3 separate regions of the Mus musculus genome follow, and regions 2 and 3 are each linked to region 1. Evidence: chromatin contacts called from public ChIA-PET and Hi-C data. All regions are on one chromosome and are shown on one strand. The core of a region is the stretch at or near the end of the contact, and the rest is flanking DNA. Distances in the headings are between cores, read along the strand shown. Region 1 overlaps Rasa3 (RAS p21 protein activator 3). Region 2 has its middle 13 kb from the start of Gm39134. Region 3 overlaps Gm5907 (predicted gene 5907).

The links. A called contact is a pair of places that touch in the nucleus more often than the background predicts. ChIA-PET counts read pairs in DNA pulled down with a chosen protein or histone mark.
Region 2: a contact with region 1 is called in an RNA polymerase II ChIA-PET map of memory CD8 T cells, with 161 read pairs. The contact joins two enhancer-like sites. A contact is called at or near these places in 1 of 484 Hi-C or Micro-C datasets (CD8 T cells) and 2 of 115 datasets of contacts at active chromatin or transcription factors (memory CD8 T cells and thymic regulatory T cells).
Region 3: a contact with region 1 is called in a Hi-C map of CD8 T cells, with 2.2 times the contacts expected there. The contact joins two enhancer-like sites. A contact is called at or near these places in 1 of 484 Hi-C or Micro-C datasets (CD8 T cells) and 1 of 115 datasets of contacts at active chromatin or transcription factors (memory CD8 T cells).

Annotation. Positions count from the first base shown.
Region 1 is chr8:13,598,161-13,602,957 of GRCm38.p6, reverse strand. It overlaps Rasa3 (RAS p21 protein activator 3), which reads left to right. Exons shown (of 24, transcript NM_009025.2): 5 at 4,668-4,744. Among named protein-coding and RNA genes, the nearest start is that of Gm34795, 17 kb to the right of the region's middle. Within about 2 kb of position 2,602, at least 135 of the 459 cell types and tissues checked have an H3K27ac peak or open chromatin away from gene starts, as enhancers often do. A contact at or near this core is called in CD8 T cells, memory CD8 T cells and thymic regulatory T cells, where this site is marked.
Region 2 is chr8:14,010,112-14,014,908 of GRCm38.p6, reverse strand. No RefSeq gene overlaps it. Among named protein-coding and RNA genes, the nearest start is that of Gm39134, 13 kb to the left of the region's middle. Within about 2 kb of position 2,153, at least 64 of the 459 cell types and tissues checked have an H3K27ac peak or open chromatin away from gene starts, as enhancers often do. A contact at or near this core is called in CD8 T cells, memory CD8 T cells and thymic regulatory T cells, where this site is marked.
Region 3 is chr8:13,990,585-13,995,381 of GRCm38.p6, reverse strand. All of the region lies in intron 1 of Gm5907 (predicted gene 5907), which reads right to left. Among named protein-coding and RNA genes, the nearest start is that of Gm5907, 6.9 kb to the right of the region's middle. Within about 2 kb of position 2,626, at least 64 of the 459 cell types and tissues checked have an H3K27ac peak or open chromatin away from gene starts, as enhancers often do. A contact at or near this core is called in CD8 T cells and memory CD8 T cells, where this site is marked.

The DNA of each region.
Region 1 (4,797 bases), core at 1,353-3,852:
GCCCTCTAGTCGTCTGAGACCTAGGATCCTGAAAGGCAATTGAAAAGGCTGGAGAAATGGAGCAATAATTAAAGAAAGCCCAGCATCCCCTTGGTAGTCCTCAGCCAACTATAACTCCAGTTCCAGGAGATTTAACGCCCTCTTCTGGCTACCGCAGGCACTGCATGCACGTGACACACAGTAGTGCATGCAGGCAGAATCCCCACATACGTAAAAAGAAATAAATCTCAAAAAAAAATAATTAAAAAAAAATAAGTCTTCGCTGCTGTTGCTGGGCTGAGGGATAAGTAGGTCTCTGTAGGACTCGGTCCCTCTCTGGTGAGTGTGACACTAGAACTTCATTCACAGTGGCCGAGATAGGGAGGCGGCACCTCCCCTTAGCCTGACCTTTAAATGGTAACCGCCATCTTTGCTCCGCAGCTGTGGCTTGTTTTGAAAATGTCACATTTACAGTTTCTAGAAGGGCAGAGAGAGTGGCATTTGGGTTCTTGGATCCACCTGTTTTGTAATTTGTGGGAAGGAATCACACATTACAGCAGAGGGAACGGGGCCCACAAGAGAAACCATGTGTCACTAGAAGTGGAGAAAAAGACAGCTAAATGTCTTGCTTCCTTCTGGAACCAACGCTGTTCAGAGGTCTTTGATGAGCCGCTTTATTATATAGAACCAGCCACTTCTGCTGCTCCCTTCACAGAGACTCGTCAGCTACGGGGATGGCCCTGTCAGGAAGGCAGGGGCTGCAGCTGGCGTGGCGCCCCACAGCCTCCAGCATCCTCTGGTTCTGAATGGTATGGAGAAGGATGGCACTGGCCCCTCCCCTACTGCAACACCCCATATCTGTGTTTCTGAACTGGTTATGGACATGTAATGTATTCAGGACATATGGTATGTCACCCTAGATCTGCCATTCATACAGGCAAATACCATCTTGGTCAGAGAAGGGGTGGGCATGCCACCTCTCCCAGAGTGTTTGGGAGTGTGTCTTTAGTGTCAGATCATATAAAAGGTTGCCAGTGGTTGCCCATGGTCAAGGGCCACTTTTTTCTCTGGGGTTTTTGAAAGCATGGGAGCTGAGAAAAGTGTTGACTTCCTTCCCTGGCCCAGTCCTGCCTCTGGGTTTGTTTGCTTTTGTTTGTTTGTTTGTTTGTTTGTTTTGTGCGTGCCTCATCCGGTCTTGGCTACACAAATCTCACCTAGAGCCATCTCCACATTTCTCCCTGCCTTGGCCTAGTGACCACTCAGGCTGGTAGGGATGGTTTAGAGGGGAGTGTCCCTTAAGGAGCCACCCTCTCATGATGACCTGGCCAGGAGTCCTCTCAGTTTCATGAGGCAGCAATACATTCGAAATTTTGTTACCAGTTAAGTTTTTGGGGACACTAAGCAGAGATCTGAGCTGTGTCCATCTTCCTGGAGCCTTGACAGCCCCCTTCATAACAGCGTTGGCAGTCATTGTTTCCCAAAGTACACACCCTCGGTGTTAAGTGGGCCACAACCCGCTTGCTGCACAGGCGGCGTTCCTTTGCATGCTCAGGTTGGACACACCCTCACTGAGGTCTTGGGAAGTTGCGTCTTTCTCTTTTTGTTTGGGTAACCTGACTACAGGTCTATCGCTTCAACGATCTCTTCAGCGGATCTGTTTGGGGTTTTGATTTCCTCTCACTTCCTGCTTTTCAGATTTTGCTGTTTTTGGTGTGTGTGTGTGTGTGTGTGTGTGTGTGTGTGTGTTTGGTTATTTCTGCTTTCGGAGGATAACTCTGTCCTAATTTACTGATTCCGGGTCTTTCTCCTTCCCAGAACATGCATCCCACGAATCCTGCTAAGCTGTACTTTCATTTTCATTTATTTAAAAATACTTTTAAATTTGCCTTAAGACTTCTCTAACCAGAGTGATATTTGGAAGTCGTAATCTTCGTGTATTTGGAGGGTTTCTTTTGGTTACCAGTTTCTAGTCCGTCCCGTGAGTGCTGAGAGTGGACTCTGGTTTTCCCCCCATGTATCTGATGAATGATGCTGAAGGTACTTCCCTTGTCCCCAGCGAACTCAGTAGGGTAGTCCCTGCTGTGTGACAAGGTCTAGGAACTCCGATTAGCTCCTCTCAGGACCTCATACAGTGGAACCGGGCCACCTGTCACCGCCTCTGTTCTCGGACATTCTTGATATTCATCTCAAGGCTGGAGGGAAGACTTGTGGCACTTCCTTTCCAGGCCATGAAATAATGTTTCTCTCTCGGATCAGAGTGAATTCGGAGCCACCTGTCTGTCCTTCAGCAGGTCTTGAAGAGACGGAAGGCACCTGACCCTGTGCTGTAGGAGCTAACTGAACCAAGATATGGGACCTGGGAACAGAAAGTATGACTCTGAGGGCTGAAACACAGGTGTAAACCTGATGGGTTGCTGTGCACCACCTGACCACAGGGCAAGAGGCCCCTCCCAGCCTCCACCCTGACACCTCTCCCCATAGGCAACGCCCATCATGTGCAGGGCTAGAACCAGAGAGACTTCTGGCCACAGGCTTGCCTAGAGCACCTTCATGGTGCAGAGGGGTCATGGCGGTGGCGGCTGTTTCACCTCCTCCTGGCCTCTCCCAGACCTCTAGAAACGGAAGCCGCTGCTCACTGAGGTGGGAGCCGCCCTAGTGAGGAGTGTTTGTGCTGAGTCTTGGGGGCACCGCTAGTGTGTGGGAAAAACAGGAAACAGGAAGGCAGCTGCCATCAGCTGTGGGAGGTGGGGTCATCTACCTCACCCCAGTGCTTCTGCCTTTCAGAGGCTAAAAGATGAAATGAGCTCCATCCATCTGAACAGCTCACAGCTGGGTCCTAAAAATGGCCTGCTGGTGGTAAGGCCAACTTCAGGGGCCGGGGATGGCCACTGCAGCACCCGGCAAGCTCCAACAGTCATGGAATATGGAGCTACAAAACTCACTCGATATTGTGCCTCTTAGTGTTTGGAGGTTTCCTCATCACTAAACAGCCGAGGGCAGGGACACGGCGTGGGGAGAGCTGGTACCCACCTTCATGGTCCTTCTGTCTTAGTTACGGTTCCTATTATTTTGATTAAATGCCATGGCAGAAAGCAACTTGGGGAGGAATAGGTTTATTCTACCTTACCATGTGCAGTTCATCACCCAGGACAGGAACCTGGAGGCAGGAGCCAGTTCAGAGGCCATGGAGGGATGCCGCTTACTTCTTTGCACTTCATGGTTTGCTTAGCCTGTTTTCTTGGGACAGTCGGGGACAGCCAGACCCAGGGATGGCATGACCCACAGTGGGCTGGGCCCTCCTCCATCAATCAATGATGAAGAAAATGCTCCATAGGCTTGCCTACAGCCCAGTCCTGTGGCGACATTTCTCAATGGTAGTTCTCTAACTTTGTGTCAAACTGACCAAGACAACCCAGACGCCTTATGTCAGCATTTTGGGGTGGCAAAGGCAGGAGATCCAGAACTCACTGTCACCTCAGAAGCCTGAAAGAGTGTCCCTAGACATTTAGAGACCTCAGTTCAAGTCAAATCAGGATTTGTGGCGTCGATGCAAAAGAGGATTTCGTTTCAGGACTGGCTAGTATGAACTAGCGCTGGGATTTAATGAAGATATTTGAATATAGAATTAAGCACAAAGGTTAAGGGAAAGGCTTTCAGAAGGAAGACACGGGAGAGCGTGGGTGTGATCCTCTCACATGTGAGAGTGTTGGTGTGATCCTCACACTCCTGAAAGCATTTCATGTGGGGATTTCACAGTCACAGAAAGCAAACCACCCAAGTGTAGCTACTCTCTCTATTAGTAGGGTAATAGTTCATGACTGTCTTTGAAGGGATGCTACACCTAACTGAGGTCACTGAGGAGTCCCTGAGGGGCTCCCCACAGAATGACACTTGATAAGGTGAAAGTCTAGCTCACAGTGACAGACAGGTATGATGTCTTTACTGTGAACTAAGGTATCAGTTTTGGGCTCTCCTAGGCAAGGCCTTGTTTGAAGGCTCAGGAGCCCAAAGGTGTGATCCTCTCACATGTGAGAATGTTGGTGTGATCTTCACACTCCTGAAAGCATTTCATGTGGGGATTTCACACCCGCAGTCACAGAAAGCAAACCACCCAAGTGTAGCTACGCAAGAGGCCGTGGAGACTTTCTGGTTTAGCCTCCCCTTCTCTAATGACAGGCATCTTGGATTAACATTTGTGTGCACTTAACCCACGGGAGGTCCCACATCTCACGGGAGGTCCTACATCCCACGTGGATACTGCTAAGGAGCAGGGCCTACTCTCCTGATGCCTTTCCCTCTTCATCCTCATGGTGTGACTGTGTAGAGATAAACAAAGGAGGTTGGGGTTGCCAGCTACCTGTCACCCTTCTAGAAGCATTCATGAAAATTAACTTCATGGAGAATGAGACTTGAATGCTCTGGCCTCCCCATGGAGATCGCAGCCCTCTTGGGAGAGTCTTTCCTGCTGGGTCTCACTATAACATGCCCTGGACATATGCATTCGTAGCATTCCTAGGGGCCACATGTCTGCGTGTCCACATGTCCTTTTTTTATGCTTTTAAGCCCATTACCTCTCCAAGTCTGAGTTTCTAGGTCTGGCACCTTCTGGCACAAGTACCAGCCACTTGAAGGGCCACAGATTTCCCACAATCCTTGTCTGCTTGTGACACCATCCTTGTGCCTTACAGGGCAAGGTCCACCTGGAGCTGAGACTAAGTGAGGTCATTACGGACACTGGTGTCGTCTGCCACAAACTCGCTGCACGGTAAGTCACCTGGGGAACTGAGGACATACTGCGTTTCTCCAGAGGTGGCCTCT
Region 2 (4,797 bases), core at 904-3,403, 410 kb before region 1:
AAACAAAGGCAGACAGATCTCTAAATTCTTTTGCAAAGTTAAAGGGAAGAAAATGTAAGGTTAGTATCTCTTAAGAATCAAAGGGCTGGGTCGAGGACTGTAGCCTCATAAAATAATCCTAAGAAACCTGGAGTAAATGACTGGATTGATGTGTAAAATAAATAGAAGACTAGACCTGTGTTCTGCAGGAGATGAGCATAAGGTTTTTTAGCATAAAAAGAGAACTGCTAGGAGAACTCTCGGTCTGTTTCTGTCTCTCTCTCACACATACACACATGCACATATACCCCAGAAGCAGGACATGGACAGAGAGATCTCTTAGAATAGCAAGCAGAACACAGCTTGGACCCACTATATGACTTCCAGTCATTCTTTTTGCCGCTCCCAGCCACCCCTTGGAGCCCCTCTCCATGCCTCATTTAGGGATCTGAAAGGAAAAAGTTGTGTCTGAAAACTTTGTTCACATGACATTCTTGTTCTGGGTAGAGTGGCTCTGACTTCCCTCCCTCCTAACCTTCAAACACTTAGAACGAGCTCCTCCCAGCGATGGTGGAAGGAAGAAGAATCTTCTCTGAGGTAAGAACAGAAGAGCTGTTACAAGAGATGCTACTGAGCAGAGACAACTCGGTCTGTTGGGCTTCTTGATGGCTTCACAGAGATGAAGTATTGGGGAAAACACGGAGAAAGTAGACAGATGTCGATAGGTGGAGAAGAGGCAGATTCCAGAAGGTCTAAGGAGGGCACTGCCCCTGTGCACAGGAGTGACATGAGCTCAGCCGAGATTCCTTGTGCAGCAAAGCACTATGATTGGCTATAATTGGAGTAATCTTTGGAAGAAGGTTTTGTCCATGGGGAATGATTGGAGAATCCTACGGGCACCAGCTATTAACCTTCACCACGCTAATGACGGCCTTCCAGAGTTACAACTGTGATTCTTTCCCCTTTTGGCTTCCTAAGTCGTGCTGTTAAGGGACTCTTGGGAATTCCCTTCATTTTTATTCTTGTTTGAAAATGATGCCCTGACAGTGCAGCTTATACTTAGCCACAAAGGGGCACTCATCCAGGCGGTGAGCTTCATTTCAGGATGTGAGTCATATTCACTGAGGCCACAAACCAAGGCAGGCCCAAAGCAAACTGAGGCCTTGCTCTCCCTTCGCAATCTGATTGAAGAAAATTTGAAAAATAAGCATAGTTGGGTCGGGCGTGGTGGCGCACGCCTTTAATCCCACACTTGGGAGGCAGAGGCAGTCGGATTTCTGAGTTCGAGGCCAGCCTGGTCTACAACGTGAGTTCCAGGACAGCCAGGGCTACACAGAGAAACCCTGTCTCAAAAAAAAAAAAAGAAAGAAAGAAAGAAAGAAAAAGAAAAAGAAAGAAAGAAAAATAAGCATAGTTGGTTAGATTGCCCATCATTTTACAGTCATGGAACTGTACGCTAGAATGGAGTAAACCCTTTCCCTAGCTCCCCATTGCCGGGCGAAGTGAGGAGGTATATGTCTTTGAAATGGAGTCTGCTTCCAGTCTAGGGATCTGTGGGGTTTTTTTCTCTGAAGGCAGAGTCCAGTCAAACCCCAAGCCAGGCTGAGGCAGTGAACTGGAGTGATTTGCTAAGTTTCAAATGTTCCACCGCTCATTCTCCCTAGAGGAACTTTTAAAGTTTTTGTTGAAGCAAAACTGAGTTTTAAGAAAATGTGAATTATCTCAAGCTTTTATTGGATTAGGTCAGAATGATCAGGACAACTCTGTCCCGCACTCCAGCCACTGTCACGTATTAAGTGGGAAAAAATCCAGTTCTGTCTCTATGTACTGAGCCTCTCCAGTGTGAACAGTGTCTGTCTGTCTGTCTGTGTTGCATCAGCGTATCTTAGGACTTGAGTGGCTGATCATATGTATGTCTGGGTCCTAAGGGTAGGAAGGCTAAGTCCGGTATCAAGCAATACGGCATCATGCCATTTGTGACTAGCGCCTTACCCTATCCTAACTATGCACAAAGCAAAAGAGGAGGATGCAAGAACTCTGGACCAAAGTGCGGCTTTGAAGAGCCAAGAACAGGGGAGGGAGGTGAACTCAGGGCCCCTGTATAAGCAGCACACGGGGGTGTGGACACCTCTTAACCACAGGCCTCTGTATGAGAAGATAGCGGGTCCCTGTCTGAGCAGGATCTTGCTGACGTCACTTCCTGGCTTTGGCGTGTCTGGTCCCCACCTACACCCCAAGGTATGCCCCGCTCTGAAGGAAGTGAGCTAGGTCCAGAGCACGATGTCCTGACTGGAGAAGGAGCCTCTGGAAGCACGTTAGCTTCCCCAATGCCTATGTGAGTGCCAGGCTAGAGCAGAGACCTGAGCTGCGCATGGGATCGGTGCTGAGGCTGAAGGGGCCACAGCCAGCCAGTTAGAGCTTGCCAGCCAGTACCACAGAAAATAATCAAAAAGAGAAAGCTTTTTGAAACTCAGGGGCTTGTTTTGAGGTTTACTTTGCTCTTTGTTCGTTTCTTTGTTGAGACAGAGTCTTACTATGTAGTTCTGGCTGGCGCAGAACTTTCTTTGCACACCAGGCTGCTCCTGATCCCAGAGCTCCGCCTGCCTCTGCATCTACGGTGATGGGGTTTAAGAAAGGTGAATGCAAACACGCCCAGAAATTTTTGGTTGTTTTGTTGCTGGTTTTGTTTTGTTGAGACGTGGTGTGCGTGTGTGTGTGTGTGTGTGTGTGTGTGTAACCCTGGTTGTCTTACTACTTATTTTGCAAACCAGGCTGGCCACAAACTCATCGAGATCCACCTGCCTCTGCTTCCTTCTTACCCCCTTCACCTCCACCTCAAGTGCTGGGATTAAAGGCATGCACCACCACCGCCCAGCCAAGTTTTGGTTCTTGCAGCTCAGATATTCATCTGCAGTGGCCTCCACTCTCCTTAAGCAGGAGATAACTGTTGCCAGGGTCATATCTAGCCAGTGCAACAACTACCCACTATCTGTGTGCCAACAGCTCACTGTGAGAGAACAGCCTAAGAAAATGTAGCAAGACATCAGCTCATTGTATCAAATGGTTGCTTTGTCCACCAGCTTCTCTCCAGGTCCAACCCCTCCAGCCTATTGGTTGGAATTCCAAAGCCTGTCAGGAATGCAGATTCTCAGCCTGTTGCTGAATTACTGCCTTCAGCAATAAGATGCACCCTGGGTGTTACAGAATGCCCGAATGTCAACAGCCACCTAGTCTGTGTGGTGAGGGACTCCCCGACTCCTCACGTCCCTGGACTAAATTTGAATCCTGGATACTGCCACATATTTAACAATGGCAGAAAGTGCCACTCACTCCCCAAGTTCTCTTTGACTTCCTGGAATACAACATAACCAGATACTCCAGTTCCCTTGCAGTCCATCGTGGCCACATGATCCAGTCATAACAAGGGGTGAAAGAACAGTGCCCATCAAGACTCATATGCTCTGCCCTTCGGTTTAACTTAACTGTAGTGAGGGCAGCCACAGACGCTCCAAGGTGAATGACTGTAGAACAGGATCCCTTCCTCCAACCGCTCTGTAGTGTCAGGACATCCTCTGAAATTGCAGCTAAGATGTTTGACAGCCCAGGCAGCCCTAAGGACCTAAGAAATTACTATTTGGAAAATGATGAGTCACTGAGGAAATCCTGAATTGCAGGGAATGGACAGCTTTGGGCAGCTGAATCAGAAAAGACTGACAGCTCAAGAACAGCAGAAAAAGCCAGCTATGCCTAGAACCGGCTCACTGGGACGGCCCAAAGAGGCCCCCAGAGCCAGGGCTCTGGAGAGATTTGGTGAGGCCTCATGAAGACTGTTTTCATGGTAACATATGACTCAACAAAATCGGAGAAGCACCTCTGCAGGCTTCCAGGAGTGACCTGTCTCAAAACGGAGGCCAGAAGAGCAAGACGGAGAGACCGTTATGGATGTGACTTCCAAGATTTCACAGGGAGGAACGGTCTGCCAGGCTAAAGGTGACGTGAACAGTGAGGATGATAGACTTAGGGTCTAGTTAATTCTGGTGTGTGCCGTTTGTATTTATTTGCAATTTTTTTAAAAAATAAAGTTTATAAAAATAATTTTTAAAGAATGTGGCCTGCTCACCCAAGCATACCTGTTTCAGCTGAACATGAGTTTATTGATAAAAGGAAACTGAGGAGGGAACATAAGCAAAGGAGGAAGAAGCCAGGGAGGCTGAGGGAAACCAATCCAGCTTGTCACCCACACCAGGACCTGAGAAGGAATGTCTCAAAGGCTCAGCACATCTTTGGAATCTAGCACAGACCATAAAAACCCTTGGGCCCCAGCAGAACATTGATTATAATGGCTGTAAAGGCTCTCGGGTGTTTTCCAAGAGTGCTATCCAAAAGTCAAATTGGACACTGGAAGAGAAAGCAGAGACAAAATGTCACCAGCAGCAGAAATGTCCTGCCAGAAGCAGACCTGGGGTCCGTGGAAGAGAGCACCTCACAGCAAGGGTTTCGTGTTCCCACCCAGGATTATGTTACCGCTGTGGCTCACACCCCTCTATTTGGACAAGGAATTTATGCTACAAAAATTCTTTTTCTTGCTTAGTTATGTGTATGATTGAACTGGGATTTGAGAGCATAAAAATCCGTTTCCTGCTTAAGCACTTATATGATTGGGCTGGGAGCTGAGAGCAAAGGGTAGTTTGTGCTTAGTTTAACATGCACTTATCCATAGAGAACCACTATGGGTCTAATCAGGGTGCTGAATATTGGGCAAATGTCCTAAATTTTTTAGCTTAATGCAGTATTAGGAAGGAGCTCTGGGTTGTTTCT
Region 3 (4,797 bases), core at 1,377-3,876, 390 kb before region 1:
CCCTAGCATGAGGCTCTCAGATAGAAGAGTCTTCACCCAGTTGCACAGGACTCTTAAGGAGCTGTCAAATGCCAAGTGTGTGCTGTAGCAGTTGAAGGACTGCCTGCCTAACAGGTAACTCCCCCAGACCTCCCTGGGAAGCCCCTGCTCTGACTTGCTATCTCATTCCATATATGTATACATATATATATATACACACACATATACATAACACACATATACACATATACACACATATGTATATATACATATACATACACACATATAATATATATAACATATAATATATATTTCATACATACACACATATAATGTTATATGTGTGTGTATGGTATAATATATATTATATCCCGTAGCATCAATATATGACATTCTGTAATACAACTTCTAATACATGCACAGCACTGCATTTCTTATTTGGGATTTACACACTTGTTCTGGTAGCAGGCCACACTTAAGGCCAGAAGGCACAGAGCAGCTTATGTGTGATGTTCGCTTGTCCCAACAGAGTCCTTCTCAGATCTGTATTTATATTAAAAACAAAATCACATATAATAAATAAGTCTAAGATCACCTTTCAGCCGGGCAAATAGAAAACAAACAAGTAACATAGCCATCTGCTAGACTCATCTAAATTTGTGAATCTGACAAGATTTGCGCTGTTTTATCCAAACTCACTTTGAGACACTTGATCTCCCCATACAAGGCGACTTTCCTTTGTGTCCCTGATCTCAAGATACCTAAATATTATTTTAAAAATTTAAACGATAATTTTAGCCTGATACAGTGACACGTACCTGCTGAGGAATCCATCTGCAGCTCAGAGACATCTCCAGTCCAAAAGTCTGTTAATTTTCAAATGCAGTTCAAATACCATAGGAGTCTGACCTCAGGTATGTGTTTAAATACTGGAAAAAATACATTCAAATGTTCCTCAAGGCTACTTCTGAGAATGGATTGTTTTGTGTTTCCGTCTGTATATCTTACTGAATTTTCTTATTTTTGTGCAATAAGAATATGATTCTTCAGTCATTAAAAAGAAATTTATCAGGTAGGGGAGACATTGTGATCGTAAAATGCCCTACCACCACCACCACCACCACCACCACCACCACTACCACCACCACCACCACCGCCACCACCACCGCCACCACCACCACCACCACCACCACCACCACCACTACCACCACCACCACCACCACCACTACCACCACCACCGCCGCCGCCACCACCACCGCCACCACCACCACCACCACCACCATCACCACCACCACCACCACCACCACCACCACCACCACCACCCAGGCTCCCATTACAGAGAGCACGCAATCCCAAAGACTCTCCCAACTGTGTGAAACTTGATTGCCTGCTTTGTGTGTCAAGGGACTGTATTCATGCCTTTCCCTGTTTGGAAAAAAAAAAAAAAAGTAGTTAATTTTGTTCTCTCTAAATAAAGAACATGGTCTCTCAAGTATAACTGTACTGTGGGGGGGGGGGGGCAGGGGATTATATACCAGTAACTGCTCTTGGTTAACAATAATAGTTTTTTAATTGTTAGTGACTAGAACACCCAAGGACGGCATTTCCACTATTACGTAGACCACTGGTTCACATCCTCCTAGGAACAACACTGAGAAGCGAGCAGATGTTAGGCAAACTCATGTGTGTTTTTTGCTGTGTTAAAGCAGATGTGGGGGGAGTTGAGAAACCTCAGTGTAGTTGTTTGAACTATACTGGAGAAAAAGACCCACGTGAAACCAGGGATTAGCATAAGGGGGTCTTAGAGGCCTTGGAGGGTGTGTCAAGGGGAGGGGCCCGCTGCTCTGTCCGAAACAGTAGCCCGTGCATTGTCTTGTTTTCTAGGAGCAGAACTCAGAGGTTAAATGTTTTTTCTATTGCTACTGTTTACAGTTGTTTGGGGTCAGCAGAATGGCTATTCAAGGCTGTCTTGTTTTTTGCTTTGGGTTTTTTCTGTCCTTTCCTTTCCCTAAAAGGGTCCATCTCCTTCAGAGCCACAACACACACACACACACACACACACACACACACACACACACACACACACACTGTACACTGAAGATGCCATTCTGGGCTTTCAAAAACTGTAATTTTTGTGGCCGTGGGGCTCTGGCTAGAGGCGGGTTGAACTCGGTGACCTTTGGCAGGAGGCACAGACTTTTACGTGGACCGGGTGAGATCCAAGAGGACTGCGCTGGGTCTCAGGGCTCGGAGCTGCGGTAGGTCTCTGTGATGCTGCTGGGGCCTCGGGACTGGTCTAGGCAGCTCTGCCAAACCACTCACTCTCTGACCTATAGTAAAGTACATTCCCCCCGCGAGGGAGCCACGGAGAAAATAAAGAGGTTGAACTGGGTTGGTGGTTTTCACCATGACATTTTGGCCAGGGAGCCCTGTGTTTAAATGAACTTAATTGTACAGAAAACCAGCCAGGCACAGAGCAACGTTAGGCCACTGTACTTCAGGTAGAGGCATGAGCCCTAAAGTCTGGCACCCTACTGCCACAAAGCAGTTTGAGCCCTTATTTTTCATGTGACATCTAGATCTCCAAGCTGCGGTACAGTGCGGGGGGGCTGGGGGTGGGTGGGTGGAGGACGACTTCCTCCTGAGGTGGCAAGGCTGTGCATCTGGCCAGCCACACAAAGCCATAGGAAGTTACACTCTTCCACTTTAGACACTGAACAAAAGAGTCAGAATGGTAATAGAAAGTAAATATGGGCTCTAGGTGGAAAGCAAATCACTTCCTCCTGCCAGTTTCGGTTCTTAAGCCAGTCTATGAATTCATTTTAACGTGAAAGTAATAGGAGAAAAGCATTTCGGTGTCCACACATGCGCAGTGGCTCACAGGAGCGTAAATGCTATGGGGCTCTACAGAGAGGGTGTGGGCAGTCAGGGGCAGCTGTGCCACAAGGCAGATTCCTCCGCTGATCAAAGCTTGTGAGTACCACTCTCTTCCTGGCCGGAGCCATTTGTTGGCAACATTCCTTTTATGTATGTGCACAAAGGGAAAGTGTGTACTTTATTCAAGGCAATAGAGGTGAAAAGTAGAATTTGCTCAACACTAATTGGTTCTCAATTCCTTTTAAATCAAAATCATCAATATGGCAAAGAAGCGAGTTTTAGGCGTGATAATATTGGATCTTCTTCCGACCAAGATGGCTGAGGTTGGTCCTAACACAGCCACTGCGCTCCGGGTGTTTGGGGGCAGCTTCTGCTCTTGCTTTCTCCACCGCCAGCTCTCTGAGGCACTCTAATGCCAGCCTCCCAGAGGTGAGGAGAGGCCCCGGTCACACAGTTCCATCAGCACCTTTTGATTATTTGCTGGATAGGGTCCTGGTCTAGGGACAGAGCAGGGTTCCACAGTCATTGAATGCAGCTCAGCTCCAGGATGGCTGCCCCGGACAAAACACCCTTGTGTGACTGTCCAGTACTAACCTTCCTTGAAAATCAGTATATGCAGGTGAAAAAAACGAAACAAAACACAACAAACAAACAAAACAAATGAAAAACCAACTCATTGCATGAATTTGAGCTGAAATCACAGCGCACAGAAGAAAAGCAGGAACATCTGTAACGTTGCTTCCTAGGAAGAAATCAATCCGTGGTTAAGATTATAGGATACAGGAAGGAAAAATGAGCAGGTTGGGTCGTGCTTGGTGCTGGAGTGTGCAGTTGGCATGTGGAGGCTCTGGGTCTGATCTCCAGAACCACAAAAAAAAAAAAAAAAAAAAAAAAAAAAAAAAAGCTCAAAGAAAAAACGTTTATCCTGAAAACGAGCCATCAGTGGAATCGATCGAAAACACCCTCGGTAGCTAAGGGTCTTTCCTGAAGGAAATCCCAAGGGAGTGATTCCTAGGACTTCCACCATTGGAGAGAAACAGACATGGCATGTCTTCGCCTGTTCCTAACACTTAAGTTCTTCAGTTCAAAACCCAACCCAGTGTACAGGCATGAAACAAAAGGAGACTCCGTGGAAGACAGTGAAACAGACTGACAGCCTGGTCAGATCTGAGCTCCAGGGCCCTTGACTGATATTTCCCAGGCTTGGAGCTGGGGGAGGGGGGAGCAGCAGCCTGCTGCACCATGAGGAAACCACAATGACTGTCCCCAAAGAAGTCTGTTCCCTCCAACTGATGGCAGGAAAGGGAAAGGAGGCCTAAAGGTGTTCTGGGGAATAGGCACTCCGCTGCAGATAGAACATCTCAAGGTTATGAACTGCACAGGTCCAAGAATGGTACCCATAGTGCCCCAGTGTTCACATCTGGTGAGGTCCAGGTTCCTTGTGGCCAGCACTGAGTGCCCGAGGTCTCGTGCAATGGGAAAGAGCTGAGCTATCTTTGTTCCTTGAGGGGCAGGGCGAGGTACACTTTGTCTGCTTGACCTGCATCCTGTAACTCTAGCTGCTTTGGGGAAGACAGACCTTGAATTCACCATGGACAGCCTTGTAGACTCCATCAAAAAACCAGTGATCTGATGCTGCTTAAAGCTGGGGCACTTGCCTAAGCAAGTGAATCCCCCAGCAATGCAAATACACACACACACACACACACACACTGGAGAAACACAGAAGAAAGAAGACATGTGAAAAGACACACACACACACACAAACAAACACACACACACACACTGGAGAAACACAGAAGAAAGAAGGCATGTGAAAAGACACACACACACAAACAAACACACACACACACACTGGAGAAACACAGAAGAAAGAAGGCATGTGAACAGACACACACACACACACACACACACACACTGGAGAAACACAGAAGAAAGAAG